2 separate regions of the Sus scrofa genome follow, and region 2 is linked to region 1. The links are chromatin contacts, called in public HiChIP or PLAC-seq maps. All regions are on one chromosome and are shown on one strand. The core of a region is the stretch at or near the end of the contact, and the rest is flanking DNA. Distances in the headings are between cores, read along the strand shown. Region 1 holds the start of ZNF688 (zinc finger protein 688). Region 2 holds the start of TBX6 (T-box transcription factor TBX6).

What was found. HiChIP or PLAC-seq counts read pairs in DNA pulled down with a chosen protein or histone mark.
Region 2: a contact with region 1 is called in an H3K27ac HiChIP or PLAC-seq map of alveolar macrophages. The contact joins the promoter of TBX6 here to the promoter of ZNF688 in region 1. A contact is called at or near these places in 1 of 5 promoter capture datasets (liver) and 1 of 2 datasets of contacts at active chromatin or transcription factors (alveolar macrophages).

The regions. Positions count from the first base shown.
Region 1 is chr3:17,789,695-17,793,033 of Sscrofa11.1, reverse strand. It overlaps ZNF688 (zinc finger protein 688), which reads right to left and starts at 1,604. Exons shown (of 2, transcript XM_013992457.2): 1 at 380-1,604. The coding sequence starts at 575.
Region 2 is chr3:18,276,290-18,279,628 of Sscrofa11.1, reverse strand. It overlaps TBX6 (T-box transcription factor TBX6), which reads left to right and starts at 1,765. Exons shown (of 8, transcript XM_021088015.1): 1 at 1,765-2,283; 2 at 2,968-3,202. The coding sequence starts at 2,253. YPEL3 (protein yippee-like 3) reads left to right here. Exons shown (of 5, transcript XM_021088027.1): 5 at 1,141-1,630. The coding sequence ends at 1,230.

The DNA of each region.
Region 1 (3,339 bases), core at 355-2,854:
TCAGGATCCTGGGCGGCGGGGCTCCAAGCCTCACTCTCCTGTTCCATCCAAGAGATGAGGGCTGGTTTGGGGCCTGGGAATCCTGGGAGAGAACAGGGATCACAGTGCTGGCCTGAGAGGCTGCCCTGTCAGGGTGAGGGCACCTCCTCGGAGTTCAGGCTCAACCTGGACAGGGTGGGTCTGCAGGGCTCCTGCCCGAAGCGGGCGGGTGCGGGTGGAAGGACTCGGAGAGGGTGCCTGAAGTGCTGGGGGGATGGGAGGTGGCTGGTGCCATTGGCGGAATAGTGCGGGGTCGGGGCTCACGATCCTCTCGGTTCTTATGTCATCTCCCCTCTGAACCCCAGTGAAGGTGGAGGGGTGCTCTGACCCGGGGCCTCACCGAGCGCGCCCAGGTGGCCGTAGGTCTCCCGCATCACGTCCCGGTACAGGGCCCTCTGCGCGGGCCGCAGACACCCCCACTCCTCCGGGGAGAAATACACGGCCACGTCCGCGAACCTCACGGCCGCGGGCTTCTTGCAACCCGGCCCAGTATCCCCCGGTCTCAGCACCGGGAGCCGGGCCGGAGGCGGCGCCATGGGGCCTCCCAGCCCCGAGCAGCGGCCGCCTGGTCCCCGCGCCCGGCCTCAGCTTTCGTCGTCCGCAGGAAGGGCTCCCGAACCCGGCCCCGCCCAGCCTCGGCTTCCGAGCGCGGCCGAGGGACTGAGGGAGCAAGGACTGGCGGTTTGGGATTCAGGATTCTGATGCGGACAAACAGACCCCCCTCGGTGTTTATTCACTTCACGGGCAGCTTCGATTTAGACAACCGGGTTGAGGGACCCGGAAGGTACCTTCAGAAAATATGGCGATATTCCTGGCTTCAGTTGCCACTGGTTGCCCTTAAGGGCGCCACCCATTGACCTTATCAAACATGGCGCCGGTCTGGCTTCTCTGGCTTCATCGTTCACTTGCCCTTAAATACAATGGCCTCGCAGGTGGGTTTTGAGGGAAGTGCCTGGCGGCAGGGAGTAGAGGAGGCGGAGGGGAGCTTTCTAGCTTTCAAGAAACGTGGACGGGGAACTATCTTACATATCCTGTGATAAACCATAATGGAAAAGACTATGAAAAAATACATGTATGTGACTGAGTCACTTAGCTGTAGAGCAAATTTAACACAATATTGTCAATCTATACTTCAACAGAATTTAAAATAAAACTTAAAAGGGAAAGAAAGATAGACAGACAGGAGGCTTCCAACACTCTCCCTGCCCATGCTGCACCGCGGCCAATCAGGGGGACTCTGGAACCCACAGAGGACCTAGCTTTGGGGAGCTTGGTTTGGATCCCAGTTTCCCTCCACACCTCCTTGCGGTAGGATCCAGAAGCCATCCCCAGCCTCTGCAGCCAAACCCTGGGGAGGTGGGGACAGCAGAGATGGAGACCAGGTACTGTGGGTTTGCAGTCCAACCCACCCACAGCTGTGAAGCCACCCGCAGCTCCGCTTGCTCAGTCTCTGGACTTGAGCCACGGATGGAGGAAAGTGCTTGATGAGGCTGGAATTGGAATGAGGGAGGTTTTTTGTTTTTGTTTTGTTTGTTTTTCTGTCTTTTTAGAGCCACATCCTCGGCATATGGAGGCTCCCAGGTTAGGGGTTGAATCGGAGCTACAGCCGCTGGCCTATGCCACAGGCACAGCCACGCCAGATCCAAGCTGCATCTGCGACCTACACCACAGCTCACAGCAGCACCAGATCCTTAACCCACTGAGCGAGGCCAGGGATCAAACCCAAGTCCTCATGGATATTAGTCAGATTCCTTACCATCAAGTCACAACGGGAACTCCCTGTACTCATTTTAGACACTATGGGCACCCTGTTAGTCTATTTGATATTTAACTTCTAGCCCATTCCCTTCTTTTCCCCAATACTTAATGCAATAAATGATAGTAACATATCCTATGTATGTTGTTATTATATTGATTTTCTTGTCAACTGCTTACTTTTCCTGAAAAAAAAAATTTTTCCTGGCATATGGAAGTTCCCAGGCTAGGGTACCAATCGGACCTGCAGCTACCAGCCTACACCAAGCCACAGCCACAGCCGCTCCAGATTCAAGCTGATTCTTCGACCTCAACTGAAGCTCAAGGCAACACTGGATTGTTAACCCACTGATCAAAGCCAGGGATTGAACCTGCTTCCTCATTTGATACTAGTCAGGTTCTTAACCTGCTGAGCCACCATGGGAATTCCTTCTTGAATTTTCTTTCTTTTTTTTTTTTTTTTTTTTGTCTTTTTTGTTATTTCTTGGGCCGCCCCTGTGGCATATGGAGGTTCCCAGGCTAGGGGTCGAATCGGAGCTGTAGCCACCGGCCTACGCCAGAGCCACAGCAATGCGGGATCCGAGCCGCGTCTGCAACCTACACCACAGCTCACGGCAACGCCAGATCGTTAACCCACTGAGCAAGGGCAGGGACCGAACCCGCCACCTCATGATTCCTAGTCGGATTCGTTAACCACTGCGCCACGCCGGGAACTCCCCCTTCTTGAATTTTCTAATTGTCTTTCTTTCCTCCTTACATTATTTACCCTGCTTCTTAAAGTTGTGCACATTGCCAAAGATAGCATCAAATCTCAAATCCCCTTTTTTTTTTTTTTCTGGGAAATTTCCCTCCTTAGGCCCTCAGTCGGGTTAAGCATCCAGTGTTTGCCATGAGCTGCGATGTTGATTGCAGGCACGTCTGGGATCTGGTGTTGCTGTGGACTCTGGAATGTTTGCTCTGTGATTGGGCCAGGTGGTGTACTGGATGGCAACCACTCCTTGATAGACAACCCCTCATGCTCCATCGCTTTTTCGCTTGGGCCTCTTCTGCCCTCCTTTCTTCTTACTCCCATCCCTGGATTCTAAGACAGGGAAAAAGATAAAACTTGAAATTTAGCAGTGTGTTCCAGCCGTTGGCCTGCCTTAGGAGGCAGCGTGAATGGCTGAGTATATGGCCCCTGGGAGTGAAGCTCAAAGACTGGTGCCTTAACAAGTCTTGAAACTTGGCCTGGAGTAAAAGCAAACTCCATTGTCTGGAAATTCTCAATAAAGGAAAGCCTGGAAGTGTGGAGGAAAAGGGAGGAGTCAACAATCTTGAATCCCTATTCTGTGTCAGGCATTGAGGATGGTGGTGGGCCCAGCCTCCAGGAGCTTAGAATCCTGAGCCCCTTTACGATCTTTGCAGACAGCCATTGAATAACCTCCCTTGGTGCTATCTATTCAAGGACACCATCAAAAAGTCTACACTTGGTTGGAGTTCCCATCGTGGTGCAGCAGAAACGAATCAGACTAGGAACCATGAGGTTGCAGGTTCGATCCCTGGCCT
Region 2 (3,339 bases), core at 516-3,015, 490 kb before region 1:
CCATCTTAGAGATGAGGGTATAATCAGATTTACCATCTATTGAATGTTTATGTGCCAGGCACTGTTATGCGCTTGGCATACCTTAATCTCATTCACTCATTACAGCAATCCTGTAGGTAGTCTGTTATTATCTCTACTTTACAGAAGAAAGGAGGGCCCAGAGGTGTTAGGTAACTTCCCCAAGGTCACACAGCTGGTTAGTTACAGAACAGGAACCAGAACCCTTGTTTTTTTTTAACTCCAAACCCTTGCTCCCCAGCTTCTGTTGCCATTCAGAGGATCAGAGAAGTTGCCCAAGGCCCCACAGCAACATGGAGCGTGGTGGGTTCATGAGCCTCCTTCTCCACTGCCCTCATTGCCCCCTGCTGCCGTTCGGGGTTTGATTTCACTACCCTGAGTCTCATTTCCTTATCTGGCAGTGGAGGATCAAGCCACCACCTGGCACCCAAGATTGTTAGGGGGATCAGATTAGATGCAGCAAAAGAAGATGCTGCTGGAAAACCGCAAAGGACAAGAGTGGGGCCTCTGTGAGACAGATGCTCCAGGCAGAGACAGAACCCTGACCTGAGTTCACCCCTGGCCCTGCCACAAATGTGCTCTGGTTTGGCCTCTGAACCTCTGTAAAATAAAGAGATGGCCTCATCCAGACATCAGAAACTCAGCTGCTTGCAGGGCCAAGCAGATACTATTGATCTGCAAAAAAGGGCAGCATAGATCTGGAGAGGAGGGGGGCAGTCTGGCAAACTGGAGCGAGCACAGCCTGCCCCATATTTTAGTATTCTAAAGTTCTTTATATTAAACTCTCTGTTGGCCAAACCAAACATAGGTATAGGCCCCAAATGGCCCTCAAGCTACCAGTTTGTAATCCCTGGATCTTTTGGAAACTTCCATATCCTTTCTGTTGGAGCCAACATTAGTAATTAAAAAGTAGCTGTGATTCAGAGAGTTCTGTCTGTCCGCTGTCAGTGGGAAGCCCAGCCCTGCCCTTTACCAGTTCTGTGTCTATGGGCAGGTGGTTGGGCTTCTCTGGGTCACAGTTTCCTCCTACGTTAAACAGGGCCAAATCATATCCATTCCCCAACCCCTGCTCCTTTTGGTAGGCCCTAGCTCCAAGCATGACAGCCTCTCCCCTCCTTTCAGGAACAGGCCTTCGAGAGCAGCCAGAAGTACAAAGAGGGGAAGTACATCATTGAACTCAACCACATGATCAAAGACAATGGCTGGGACTGACCCTGGCTCCTGACGCCTGTGGCTCCAGCCCGGCCTGGCCGCCAGGGGGCGCCACGGGCTTGCCTCCATCCGAAGGGAGCTCTGGACCTCAGGGCCCCTGCCGAGGAAGGATCCTGTACATATATTTTATTGCATGCACTGTGACCTTGGTGGGAGATCAGAAGGTGGACAAGGTGGACGACACCCCCGCACCTCCCTGCGATCTGGCTGGCTTGGATCTCGTTTTTAACCCCTTCCTGCCCTGCCTGCCCTATAGACATGGCCTGTGTGCTGCTCTCTTGGCCCCAGTGCGCCATCTGCCCTGTGAACTTCTCCTCCCACCGGGCCCCTCTTACCCCACGCGTGTCTGCTCCCCTTGTTCTGTAGCGTTTGTACATAATAAAACAATGAAGTGGAGACAGCCCAGGCTCACGTGGAATCCGGGAAGGGGGGACTCAAATGCAGACTCCTGTCTCTACAGACCCATTTCCTTCTGGATCCCGGGTGGGGTAGGCACGGCGGTCAAAGCTGAGAACCTTTGCACCTGGGGCTCAGCTATCTTGGCACCCAGGAAGGACCTCACTGCCGGTGGAGATTCCCCGAGCCCACTCTAGCTCGTGAGGCATTGACCTCAGCTGATCTGCATCTTCTCAGCCTAAGAGTTCAGACGCCGCCTAGGGGCTGCTCTCCCGGGAGGCAACGGCGCCGCCGGTTTCACCGCCCTCCTCGTCTCAACTACAACTTCCAGCGGCCACAGCGGCATCTGCCTGTCTCCTTCGCGCGGAACCCAGGCGCTAGGCCTGCTGGGAAGTGTAGTTCCGTGGACTCCCCAGCGCGGGACCTTCTGGGAAACCCAGGTGCTAGCCGTCAAGAGACCGTCGAGCTGCGGGCGTCTCTTAAACTTCTGAGACTCGGCCGAGGGTGGAGGGTTTTCGGAATGGGAACCAAGAAGGACGCCAGGGTTCAGGCCTCAGCTGCGGACTCCTCGAATTCCCCAGTGAGCTCAGGCCGCGTCCCTCCAGCCCTGCTCCTTCCCTCCAGTCATGCTTCGTTCCTCCACATCTCACCCTCCAGGTGAAGGGTGGAGGGGTCACCTGCCAAAAAAGTCTGGGGCGCCAAGGTCTGTGCCAGGACTCCGAGCTCCATCCCTGGGCCCAGGCCCCGCCTCTCAGTAGCTTATCCCTAGCCGGGGCTCCCCCCGTGGGAACGGGGACCAGCTGGCCGGAAGCGCCAAACTGCGTCCCTGTCGAGCCCCGGGGATCAATCAGGCCGAGGAGTTAATTATGTAATGAGGGGGCAGGGGGTCGGGGCTAATGAAGCCTAGGGGGGTGGGGAGGGGAGAAAGGGAGGATACCCAGGTATCCGGCCCCCTCTTGGACCCCTTCCAGGCCCCAGGGGTCTCCACCCCAGCCCAACTCCAGGGCCCCAAAGAGGGGAGGGGCTGTGATCCTGGGTTTGGAAGGGGCTGAGCTGTGAGCTATAAAGCGGGCATCTCTCAGCACCGGGGCACTCTAGGCAGCGTGACCTGAGGCCAGACAGGACTACTCCATGTACCATCCACGGGAGCTGTACCCCTCCCTGGGGCCCAGCTACCGCCTTGGGCCCCCCCAGCCCGGGGCAGATTCCAGCTTCCCGCCTGCCCTGGCAGAGAGCTATCGCTACCCGGGTGAGCATGAGCGGTGGGAGCAGTTCCTGGGCAGGAATTGGGGTGGGGGGCTGTGGCCCTCGGCTGGCTCCTCATTCTCTTCCCATCTCCAGATCTGGACCCTCCCAAACTGGATTGCTTCCTCTCTGGGATTGAAGCTGCTCCCCGCCCTCTGGCTGCGCCCCCACCTCTACCCCCACTGCCCCCAGCCCTGGGCACCGAGCCACCCCCTCCAGCCCCAGAAGCCCTTCATTCTCTCCCTGGAGTCAGCCTGAGCCTGGAGAACCGGGAGCTGTGGAAGGAGTTCAACTCCGTAGGAACAGAGATGATCATCACCAAAGCCGGGAGGTGAGGGGGCTGGGCCAGGGTCAGAGGACCCCGGAGGTGTCCCTGGTGGGGGTCTCTTGGGAAAGGCAGAGGTCCAGGGGATGGGGCTAGGGCTCTTCGTAAGAGTGTGACTATGGCCTGGATCAGGGGTTCTGCAC